Regions from separate parts of the Mus musculus genome. Here regions 2 and 3 are each linked to region 1. A link is a contact called in public HiChIP or PLAC-seq and Micro-C data. All regions are on one chromosome and are shown on one strand. Each heading gives the region's core, a stretch centred on a gene start, on an enhancer-like site or on the middle of the called end of the contact. The rest is flanking DNA. Distances are from core to core; before and after follow the strand shown. Region 1 overlaps Eml6 (echinoderm microtubule associated protein like 6). Region 2 holds the start of Sptbn1 (spectrin beta, non-erythrocytic 1). Region 3 holds the start of Prorsd1 (prolyl-tRNA synthetase domain containing 1).

The links. A called contact is a pair of places that touch in the nucleus more often than the background predicts. HiChIP or PLAC-seq counts read pairs in DNA pulled down with a chosen protein or histone mark.
Region 2: an H3K27ac HiChIP or PLAC-seq map of embryonic stem cells shows a contact between it and region 1, with 5 times the contacts expected there. The contact joins the promoter of Sptbn1 here to the enhancer-like site in region 1. A contact is called at or near these places in 2 of 15 datasets of contacts at CTCF or cohesin (large pre-B cells and pro-B cells), 7 of 484 Hi-C or Micro-C datasets (the Ba/F3 cell line, the G1E-ER4 cell line, the N1E-115 cell line and 3 more) and 1 of 115 datasets of contacts at active chromatin or transcription factors (embryonic stem cells).
Region 3: a contact with region 1 is called in a Micro-C map of embryonic stem cells, with 3 times the contacts expected there. The contact joins the promoter of Prorsd1 here to the enhancer-like site in region 1. A contact is called at or near these places in 10 of 39 promoter capture datasets (the 3T3-L1 cell line, the C10 cell line, embryonic stem cells and 4 more), 3 of 484 Hi-C or Micro-C datasets (the N1E-115 cell line, embryonic stem cells and nephron progenitors), 10 of 115 datasets of contacts at active chromatin or transcription factors (astrocytes, bone marrow-derived macrophages, cardiomyocytes and 4 more) and 3 of 9 other capture datasets (adipose tissue, macrophages and pancreatic islet).

Annotation. Positions count from the first base shown.
Region 1 is chr11:29,880,996-29,885,125 of GRCm38.p6, forward strand. Eml6 (echinoderm microtubule associated protein like 6) reads right to left here. Exons shown (of 42, transcript NM_146016.2): 6 at 963-1,148. Among named protein-coding and RNA genes, the nearest start is that of Gm22588, 34 kb to the left of the region's middle. Within about 2 kb of position 2,171, at least 39 of the 459 cell types and tissues checked have an H3K27ac peak or open chromatin away from gene starts, as enhancers often do. A contact at or near this core is called in the N1E-115 cell line, embryonic stem cells and neural stem cells, where this site is marked.
Region 2 is chr11:30,218,102-30,222,273 of GRCm38.p6, forward strand. It overlaps Sptbn1 (spectrin beta, non-erythrocytic 1), which reads right to left and starts at 1,671. Exons shown (of 35, transcript NM_175836.2): 1 at 1,478-1,671. The coding sequence starts at 1,625. It overlaps Gm51887 (a long non-coding RNA gene), which reads left to right and starts at 3,516. Exons shown (of 3, transcript XR_003949652.1): 1 at 3,516-3,573.
Region 3 is chr11:29,513,053-29,516,633 of GRCm38.p6, forward strand. It overlaps Prorsd1 (prolyl-tRNA synthetase domain containing 1), which reads right to left and starts at 1,981. Exons shown (of 2, transcript NM_026465.3): 1 at 1,865-1,981; 2 at 1-624. The coding sequence starts at 1,948. The coding sequence ends at 199.

The DNA of each region.
Region 1 (4,130 bases), core at 921-3,420:
AACATTGTTACCGCTACCACCCAAAATGTTAGTTATGAGTGCCTTAGTAAAAGCAGATACAGAATCACATTTCTATATGACAACTGAGTCTTCTGAAACAAAGACATTACAAAGGTGGCACACTTAAGTCATAAATTAACGAAGTAGAGACACAGACTAGGGGCATGGTGCCATACCATTTACAAGTATAGGGGTATCTGAGGCAGATCTCAGCTTTTCAGGATGGTGTCACTTTTGACAAACCAAAAACTACAAATAGCATCATGTCAGCATTGTGTACTATTGCATGACTCCCTTTTCATATTTAAAATACCTTGACCCTTATTTTACTTGATTTTTTAAAAGCTGTTATGTCACATTATGCTGACAGAGAGAAACTTATTGCTGAGGCAGCAGATCATTTAACGAATGAAGACAAATTCTGACCTCTTAATTATTTTAAGAGTCATTTGGCAATGAAACCAAGACAAATGGCTTTCACCGTAGATGACTGGGAAGACTCTAAAGTGTCTAAACTATTTCACTGAGTTGTCTAAGGTTTTCTTCATGGGAAGAGTAATGAGGTCTGGGGATGCAGCTTAATGACAGAGGTCTTGCCTAGTGTGTGAGGCTCTGGGTTCAATCTGCAGCACTAAAAGTGGTAACAGTGAATGAATTTGAAGGTATTAACACTAATCAGCTAGTTTAAAGTTAAGGTGAAGGGTGGATTTAGTATGGATTCCCCCCCCAGGTGAGAAATCTTCATGAATCATTTCATGTATGTGTATGTATGTGTATGTATATGTGTATGTGTATGCTTATGTGTATGTGTATACAACTGTTTGAAGTCTAACTGTAAAGCAAAGGGCAGAAACAGAGAGATGTGTGGCCTTAACCCATTCAGTACATCATCCACATTACATCAATCCATATTACATCATCCCTCATTACATCATCTCAGAGCCCCATATAGCAATACTCACACTATGTGCTCCTTGAATAGTGCGGACTAAGGTGAGCCCTTTCCAGACATAGATGTCACCGTTTAAAGCACCAGAGTAAGTGATGTCTTCTTTGGCACATGCAAGGCAAAGGATAGTCTGAAGATCTCCTGTTTTGCCAAATATGCCTCTTTTTGCAGTCAGGGCATTTCCACATAGTGTCCAAAACTAGGAAATAATAAAATAAATATATGCTGAAATAGAGTACTCTATATTCATTCCATTATTAGTATTTTCAGTAATTTTACAGAATATACTTTATCTGAACTGAACATAAATAAATTGTTTCTCTGTGTCATTAGAGAAACACAAAAACCCCTGCATACTCTAGAAGCATAAGAAAAACTCACAACGATATTTTTTAACTTTAAAAGCTCCAAAATTTCAAAATGTTAATGTTTAATGGCATTTAAATGACCCCAGTGTTCACAGAATAGAACTGGTCTTTTATCAAATGAATATAGATTGCAGAAAAGTTCAGAAATGTAGATAAGTATAAAGAGAAAGCCACATCTACAGCACATGCCTGTAATCTTAGCACTTGGGAGGCAGCGGAAGGAGGAACATTGCACACGGGAGGCTAGCCTGGTCTACATAGCAACTTCCAGGCTATCCAGAACTACTTAATAAGACCATACATAGAAAATGTGATGTGATATGATATGGAGTAGTGTGTGTGTGTGTGTGTGTGTGTGTGTGTATACATTAATGTACTACATAAAGAAAAAATGGCTAGGAATAACTTCATATTAGCATAACACATATCACCTAGCCATTTTAAAGTATGTACATATATTTTACAAAATGCTTTCTAGGCTGGTTGGTGGAGTTGGTTAGAGCATAGTGGCAATAAAAATAATTCCTTTTTAACCAAAATATTATAGTTTGCTTTTTTTTTCTTTTTTTACTATAGAATTGCTGACATATATTTCTAAATACAAGTGATACGTCACAAAGGCACACAATCACCCAGGCTTCTCCATTTTGTTTGCACAGATCTTTTGGAAGATGGCAAGCTTAAAGCTTGGACGATTTGTAGATGGCAGCAGGGACACCACCATAGTTATACAGAAATCCAGTATTTTTCCTTGATGTAGTTCCTAATGTATGAGCTGGTGTAACTCTGGTGCCACTACCTAGGCCCCACAGTCTCCAAATGCCTTCTACATCTGTGTTTAATCTCACAACACCCTGGAGCACAGGTTCAGTCAGATTCTGCTACTCTTTCATATGCAAATGTAGATGAGTAAGCAGAAGTACTTTTCTAAAGACACGGATTCTATAAGAAACCAGAGAAACCTGGGTCACTGCTTTGAGAACCGCAACTAAAAATGAGGGTGTGCGGAAACAACAATCAAGGCTTTTGTGACAACATACTCAGATTATACTCAAGAGGCGGGGCCAGTGAGCAGCTATAGGAAGCCAAGTTACAGTACTTGAAATGAACAGGAATGGCATAGTGGGCAAGAAATTACATCTCACCCAGGAGAGCAAGATTAGATGACTCTAAGGGGCAAGGATGTATGGAAGGAAAAATCAGAGGCAATCCTAATATTTTGTGCCTGCAGGAGAGGAAAGATGGTGGTCCTCTCAGAGTATGGTGATGGAAAAGCTTTGGGCAGAAGCACTGCTCTGCAGACCCACTTCAGAGATGAGAGCATGCATTCATTCAACTATTTGAAACAGTGGTGAATTCTGGAAGTAAGAGCCTCCATAGTTTGGGGGCAAGAGTGAGAAAGTAAGTCTTGAGGAGAGTATCTACTCACTCACTAGAACATGAACATATGCAAGGAAAGGAAAAAAGTAAGCAATGCTTGTTATCCTGGAAGAACTTACAAAGTATAAAAGAGAAGAGTTTGATATCATCCACTAATTTTACTCAGAGACAACAATTTAATGTTTAATGATATTTTCTAAACAAATATATATTTTAAAAATTTAGGGGGCAATGGTGAGGAAAGAGTTTGATCCAGTACATCTCTTCAGAGTTGGTGATGAACTGTTGATGCAGGCTCACCAATCTCTACTGCTACTGCTAAAGGTAAGAATGCCTTTTTAATATCTGTCTGGGGAGGGAGGGCAGGCAGCTCATGGAGCTTAAGAGCTGGGATAAGAGGTATATTATAAACTCAGAAAGACAAAGTACACATTTTCTCTCATATGTGGAACTAGATTTAGTATGTTATATTTGTATATGTATACCGATGAGTCATGAGACTGGAAAGGTGGTCATAAGTGGGAGGAGAGGTTAGGGAGGGAGAGTAAAATAGTGTGGTGGCACTTCCTGATGTGTAACATAAGAGCAGGAAAGGGAATTGGGCAGCCAGCAGGGCAAGAAGGTGCCACAGTGGGGATGGCTTTGCAGGAAGGAAGGAATTAGAACAAAGAACAATGACATGGTAACGCCATAATGAAAACCACTCCTCTGTAAAAACATCAGAGCCACAAGTAGACTAGACTGCCCCATGGGAAACACATTTTGAATATTTCCCAGTATCAGTAAGTAGCCATCTAAGTCATGACTTACAATGATCACACATAGCATCATAAGAATGTTGTGTATTTTACTTAACCATGGGGGTAGCTGGTTTCAGGTTTTCTTCACTTTGGCTTTGCTATTGGAATGTTACTCAGCAATGAATCAGTTCTTGGTTCACAGTCCTCATAAGCCACTTGGGAGAAACTCCACATTATGAAATTACTGGACTAGGGAGGATTGGCATTTCTAGAGCTATCAATAAATACTGCCAAATTTTTGGTCAGAAAGACTAAATTTACCCATCCACAGTAAAACTTAGAAGCAGCCCCTCACTGAGTCCGTGTCAGCATCAGATACAATGTAATAAGATCTTAATATATTCATTTTTTAAAAGTCCATATTCAATAAGATTTAGCATTTTCATGTATGTAATGGCCAAAGCTGTTTCTAGTTTTTGTTGGTTATCCACGTAGTCTAAGGTATGGATTTGTTTTTATATTCCATGAGTACATTAATATCTACTCTTTGTCCTTTATTCTTGCTTGCATATGGTTTTCCTCCTGAGAGAGCAAATCCACAGTACATGTTAATTTATATATCTGCATACCAATATTATCATTATAACTTCTTTCTGCCCTTACAGATGGAAGAGGACCTTTCCACAGCCTGAG
Region 2 (4,172 bases), core at 421-2,920, 340 kb after region 1:
CTGGTGGGCAATATTGCACCAGTCTTAAGCTGCCTCTTTTAAAGGCAATCATTTGTAAGTCTCCAGCTAGCCATGGCCTGCTATATAAATATCTGGGCCAAACAGAATTTCAATACCACACCCAATCTTACAGAAATTTGTACTAAAAGGAAACTGGGTTATTAAGTCAATTAAATTATAAATATAATTTTGCACTGAGGTTTCATTGAATCTACATTGCACCCAAGTCTGGTGTAAGACAAATTATGAAGGCGCAGTTACTAAGTGGAGGGCTCCAACAAATGAAGAATAACTGAGATACTGTCCTATAGCAGTTAGCACATGGCTTTGTTGAGCCTGCTTTGCATGAGACCAACCTCCACTTTCCCTGTCTCCCTCCATCCATCTCTCTTTCTCTTATTTGAGACAGTGTCTTACCACATCAATCTTAGCTGGCCTAAAACTTGCTAGGTAAACCAGGCTGGCCTCAAACTCACAAACATCTGCCTGCCTCTGTTTCCTGAGTGCTAGGATTAAAAGCATGGCCACCACACCTGGCCCCTGTCTGATATTTTACGATAATCCCTTTATTCTCCTTTAATTCTATCACATGCTGCTGCTGTTACTTGTTTTTGTATGGCAAGGATGAAATGAGGGCTCTGTCCATGTTGAACAACTGTGTTTTCTACTAGCAAACACATCTCTTTAATTCAGAGTACATGCATCTCTATTCTTGGCAAACAGAAATGACTTGACTAAAAATAATCATGAATTCAGGATTCTTTTCAAAGAATCCAATCAGCAGACACAGAATAAATGTTTAGCTCCCTTGTTTCCTGAATACTTTCTTGTGGGTTTCTAGTTCATGTGAATCATGTCAAAAGTACTGACAAACTTACAATTTAATAATCAAGGCACCTATTATAATAGACTTTGTATCGTAAACTAGAATATAATTGGAATAACTACTTAACATCTACCTGGCATGGTTTTTCTCTAGAAAATGAAACTGAATGGGAATGATCAGTGGCAAACCTACTCATTAACAGCATTAAATATGGCCTTCCCACAGGACACTGCTACTTTTCAGATCTAAAGCCCTTGTAACAAGGTACTTACCAACCTCTCACCGAAAAGATCAGCTAATCTGCCACTGGCATTACGTATACAGCCAAGTTGGATATTTTATATAAATATAGTATGTTAAAACACTTGAAATTAAAGATGTGTTAGAATTAAAAAATCCTTACAAACTCTTAGCAGCTCTTTCTAAATTGCTGTAAACATTATTTACTGTGTTCTAAACTATGTTGGTCATTAAGTTCGGCAGCTCTCCAAAAGTAAATGTCTTATAAAAGGGTAAGCAAGCTCTCATAGGATATGTTAAAGCAGGGAGAGGTCAACTTCAAGCAAGACAGCTTAAAAGAGAAATGGTTGATGTTCAAGGGACTACAGAACATCTGGTGACAGGTGGGACATACAACATCAGGACACTTACCTGCCAGGGCCTTGATGCGGGAGCGCTCAAAGAGCCTTGCAGAGCTGTTCTCATTGTCCCAGTCATCCACATCCCAGCGGTTGTTCACATCACTGTACTGCTGCTGGATCTCAATGTTGTCATAGTCTGTGGCTACCGTGGTCGTCATCTTGACTGTCTCAGCTGCTTGTCCACATCAGTTACTTTTCAGAGTTCTGTGAGTAAAAAAGGAAAAGCACAGGTGTGTATACAAAGTGTACATCCTCTATACACCTGCTGGGGTGATAATAAGGAAAAACTAGGACAGTCACTGCTTGTCCAGATGTGCCTTCTAGAGCCAAGGCCAGTTCTGAACTTTGGCTCTGCTTCATAGCACATGTGTGACCTCGGTCATGCTACTTTAATGCTTTCCCCAAACCCGGAGGAGGGAGAAGACTGAAGGAAACACTGGGTGCCAAATTAATGTTCTTTCCTAAAGGAGTTTAAAGTGTCTGGGCAGTGATGGTGCACACCTTTAATCCCAGTACTCAGGAGGCAGAGGCAGGCTGATCTCTATGTGTCTGAGGCCAGCCTGGAGTACAAGACAGCTATGGCTACACAGAGAAACCATGTCTTGAAAAAAACCAAAACAGAGCAAAATGAACCAAAAAAGTTTAAGGTGAAGGTTTAATGTTTTATCAGGGCTGTATCAGCATCTACATGGATCTTTTTAAGTGAATTCCCTTAGTTTTATTGTCTATTACCGTTTAGTTTTTCCTTCATAAGCTACTATATAAGAAAAACTAACAAATCATTCTGTCTCTATGTCTCATTTACATATTAGAATTGATGCCTAAGGTTAAGATGGAAGCATATGGCAACAAAGATAGTATCCATGCATAGTAAATACTCAATAGGTATTATAATTATTTATACCATTGTTACTATAAATTCTAGGACCAATACCAATAGTAATGCCCACTCCTTTAAAGCCCTTGAGGATAATGGTGGGTTTTTTTTTTTTTAAGGAATAACTATGAAATAAGCTCTGGCTCACTAAAGTCTTCACTTTATCAATGTATTCTTGGAGGATCAAGAGAAATATGTTTAGTTTTAAATACAGTTTCTCCATTCAATACAGCTATTACTCACATGCAGAACCCAACCATATTGAGGAATTACTACATGATCAGCAGTGCTCTAGATTCCTGGGGAGAACAATAAATGACACAAGTGTTACATCCTCATAGAAGGGAGACCAAAAACACACACACACAAAAGCCAGAGAGTTTAAGGAAAATAAAATACAAACAGATGAATTTGAAACTGGCTATTTTAGACTGGTCAGAAATAAATACTCTGCTTAGTGTAGGTCTCGGTGTCTAAAAGGTACAGATCATGGCCAGATCAAGAAGAATGGCACACCAGACAAAGGTACACCAAGGTATGCTCAGTATAGTTGGAGTCAGGTGTGCAGAGGGAAAGGTAAGGAGAGACAAGGCTAGGGGAGCTAGACAGGGCTCCCCTGCATAGCTCATCAGACTTGGCTGATGATGACCTTTGAGTCAGCATCGGCCACTGGTGGATGTGATTCTAAAGGATAGTTCTTGGTGCCATGTGGAAACAGATTCTAGGAGGCTACTCCAACGATGGAAGTGGTTTGGCACTGGCAGTAGTAGACGTGAATGTGGTAGTAGTGTGCGTGGGTATGTGTCAGGCATGCTGACAGGACTTGGAGAAAGGCCTGGATGAAAGGCTTGGATTCAGACTCAATCTTGGAGAACCAGACCTAAGGCTGAACTCTGGTTAACTAACAGGCTGGTGTCTAGCACCAGTTTCCAAGTTACTCCCCAACAAAACTTATGTGTAGCACCAGTTGGTTATTCTCCAACAAATCCGCACTCCAGGTTACAAGCCTGCCCTTGATACGTCACTTCTAACAACCATAAATCAGGAGAAAAGAATGTTGTTTATGGTTTGACACCTAGCACTAGCCAATTATGTTAACGGACAGCAACAGCCCCCCAATCAGATGCTTGCCAGAATAGAAACCTCCACCCCTTGCTAGCCATTTCCTATAAAACCTTGCCCAGATGAAAGTTCAGGGCAGCTTCAGCAAACCGTCCTGTGGGTCAGTGGTGAGTAAGCCCAGGCAGTCTGCTCCTGGTTGGTCTTTTTGGGCTCTTGAATGCATCTTGGTACAATATGGCTAGTCCTATGGCATTTCTAAGGTTCTGTGGTTAATTCTATTGCTATGGTTAAGTTCCTGTATGTGTTCAATTTCACTACAGGGACTCAGGCTCAATCAGTTACACAAAGCTATCCAAGTAAGTTAACTGCAAATCTAAGAAGGGAATATGATGGAGATAGCTTCTGTCTCATTGGTAGAAAGATCACAAGGCAAATGGTGCTGGTTATTTCCTCTCCTTCTCTCTTCTCACATTAAGATTAAAAAACTAATAGTAAGAGCTTTGTACATGGATGCTCACTTGGCCCAACTGTCACTCAATGTGCACCAAGAATGTGCACAGGGGTCAGTCTGCATAGCTCATTACTAGCATCTGTATGCTAATAGAATAAGATCACCACCCAGCAATACAGGACTACAATAGGGTCTCCATGCTGAAATGAACCACCTGTGTCTTGACTGGCACCATCAGTGGCCCAAAACGTCCCCTGCCTCCTCTTTTACCATTATAGTTCTCTCACAAGCCATCAACATATCCTATGTGCTCTT
Region 3 (3,581 bases), core at 731-3,230, 370 kb before region 1:
TTAAGATTTATTTATTTATTTATTTATTGTATAGGAGTATACTGTAGCTATCTTCAGACACACCAGAAGAGGGCATCAGATCCGTTACAGATGGTTGTGAGCCACCATGTGGTTGCTGGGAATTGAACTCAGGATCTCTGCAAGTGCAGTCAGTGCTCTTAACCGCTGAGCCATCTCTCCAGCCCTCCCAATCATTTTTTAATCAAAGTTTAGAATTATGGGATCATGTCCTGTAGCCTTCACAAATATGAGAAAGTCTTCAGGACTTAACCCCATTGTTGCAGCATTAGTCATTGGGTGAAAGTACACTTTCTCATGTCCACCTTCCAGAAAAGCTGAATCCAAGACAAATTTAACATCTCCATCATCGCAGAAGAGTGACAAAGGTGTGGCACAGCCTTGACCAACTTTCAGTTTTTCTAGCATGGCTGTTTCATCAGCAAACCGAAGATTTCCACTCCCAACTCCTAACTGCTTGCCAAGATCATTTAAATTGATTTGTCTATCATGAAGAACTGTGACTAACCAATAGTTTTTCTTCTTTTTGTCTTTAAGAAATAAGTTCTTACTATGTGCTCCTTTCAGATGTTGAATATGAGGCATCATTTCTTCAATTGTAAACACCTGCAAAATATGCAAAAGAAAAAACACTGTAAATTGCACACATACATATCCACGGTTGTACATATTTTTCATGGTGGATGCTCTGAATTTAACTGGTATTCGTTATAAATGTTTTGATAGGGGTTGGGCCTTTTGGTGCTGAGGATAGGACCCAGAGTGCTATGCTTGCTAGGCAGGCACAATATCTCTGAACTAAAAACCTCAGCCTCCAAATACTTTAAAGGCCTGGTACCTGGAGTACTGGTACTTAGAGCTGAGGCCGAGATCAAGAATTCAAGAGTGCAGCAAAATCCTGGTTGGGGTTCAGGGGGAGCCTTAATCATCACAGTTGCAGACCTCAAGACCTCAGTTTTTGTTGGGCCAGTTTTCTATCCCAGTGGCTAACAAAGCCATCAGGTGCCTGAGACGCTTATAACTTTTGAACTTTGGCGTAAAATTTGATGACAGTCCTTAATATTTATCTCCAGAGTCCCAGACATTCACTACAAGGGCATCGATGAAGAACATAAGACCCCAGGTTAGTACATAAAGAACATTTTTTTAATGTTACAAGTACCAGTACTCCAGGGCCTTAAAGTATTTGGAGGCTGGGAATGTACACAGAATGTGACCTTTGTAAAAATGGGAAATAGTAAATATTAAGACAGGTGTTTTCTATCATAAAATGTGTCGTGCAAGCCTTACCAACCCTCATAATAGTTTCCACAAAAATTGTACATCTCCAGTGTAGGTCATGTTAAAATTAAGGTACGTACTTTTGTTTGTGGCACAAGCGGGAGCGGGCCAAAAGAGGAACTGTAGTTTTAAACAGCTCTCAGTGTGAGTGCTGAAATAAATTCGTGTCATCTGCAAGAGAAGTACGTGCTCTTAACCGCGAAAACAATTCTCCAGACTCAGGGGTTATATACTTTTTGTAATTATTTGGGAAATGATCCTTGCCGTGCTGCAGTGGTAACGACTGTCCAAAGAAGTAAAAAACCAAGCCACCTCAATGGCCTGCTGTGCCTTTGGTACCAGATACAGCCTAGGCGATTCTATAGGGTTGCCACTTATGTAGTGCCTTGTTCCTTAGTTATCTACATAACGTATCAGCTATCCAACCGGCTTTTAAGTCACGTCAGTCATCCCAGGACAAGTTTCCTCACGGTTGCCGCAGTTTTAAATAAACTTATAAGCCTCTGCTTGGACCCAATAAACACTCGCCCGAAGACCCTCTGCCTTCCTGGGGCCGCAGTCTCACCTCGGGATGCTCCACGACCTCCGTGCGAATGGCGAGGGCGCCGAGCCTCTGTTCTAACTCAGCCCGCAGCTCCGAGCCTGCCATTTTCCCCTCTACGTGGGCAGGCTTACCGGAAGTGCCACGGCTTCGGGGGCGTGGTGATGGCTGCTTGCTCCGCCCTGGCATGGCTCTGTGGCCTGACCCATCTTTGGGCCGCCGAGAGCGCTTAGCCACACCCCCAACCACCTGAGCCTCCAGTGCCGGGGTCGGAAAGCTCCGGGTTCCATTGCTCGGCCGCGGCAATGTGGCTTCATGCCTCAACAACTGTAGCTTGTGACTTCCGTCTTTCCGTTCTTTTAAATTTTATGTGTTATGGGCGTTAGTTACCGGCTTGCATGGTTGTGCACCACGTGTGAGCAGTGCCTGAGGAGGCTGAAAGAAGGTGTTCAATTTACTAGAACTGGAGTGATGGTGAGTCATGTAGGTGCTAGGAACCGAACTCGGTCCTCTGGAAGACCAGCCATCACTCCCGCATATTATGATATTAGAAAACGGTACTGCGGGTGTGGTGGCGCACTCCTTTAACCCAGCACTTGGGAGGCAGAGGCAGGCGGATTTCTGAGTTCGAGGCCAGCCTGGTCTACAGAGTGAGTTCCAGGACAGCAAGGGCTATACAGAGAAACCCTGTCTCGAAAAAAAAGAAAAAAGAAAAGAAAGGAAGAAAACAGTACTGCGACGAATTACAGTGGTCGTTATGATACTTATGGCCTGGAATTTGCAACCATGGTGGGACCACTTACTTTGAATAAGGTTCAAATTCCACATTAGTATTTCACTTAAACTTTGAAATTAAGGCTCACATGCAACATGAAACACTGATACACTCAGAGATGTTTAATATAAATTAATTGTATTTATTTGGGAGTGAAGATCTGAAAAAGAACCCCTCTTAAGACACAGATGGTATGCTTTTTCTCTCCCTCGGTGACACAAATAGAGCCAGATTAGAACATATTACATGTAGATAAAGGCAGGTTTACTAGGAGGCAGCTTTTGGGCGGGCTCATCAATCTCACATGTGGAAGTCAGTGAAGTCACTCATCTGGTCTTAAGAGGGTTTCACAGAGTTTTGGCAAGGAATGATGCCGTGCTAGCTAGGAGCTGGGATAGTGTCCATACATGGTCAAAAACTGAGCCCCTAAGCAGACACTCTTGGGTGAGTTACCATAAACACACCACATTAGCCAGGAGCTTTCTCTGCCTGTGCAGTAGAAGAAGGAGGGCAGACTGGAAAACAGGGATTTGTTCCAGCCTATGATTTACTCAGTATTGGAAGAAACTACAAAAGAGTAAGTCAGAGTTGTGTTTACAGTTTCACTCTGAACTCAGGATTTCAAAATTTTAAAACTTTTTAGTTTAACCTTTTTTTAAAAATGATTTATTGCCCGGCGGTGGTGGCGTATGCCTTTAATCCCAGCACTTGGGAGGCAGAGGCAGGTGGATTTCTGAGTTCAAGGCCAGCCTGGTCTACAAAGTGAGTTCCAGGACAGCCAGAGCTACACAGAGAAACCCTGTCTCGAAAACAAACAAACATTTTTTTATGTGCATTGGTTTTCTGCCTGCATGTCTGTGCAAGGGTTCCAGATCCTCTGGAACTGGAGTTACAGACACTTGTGAACTGCCCTGTGGGTGCTGGGAATTGAACCCAGGTCCTCTAGAAGAAAATCCAGTGCTCTTA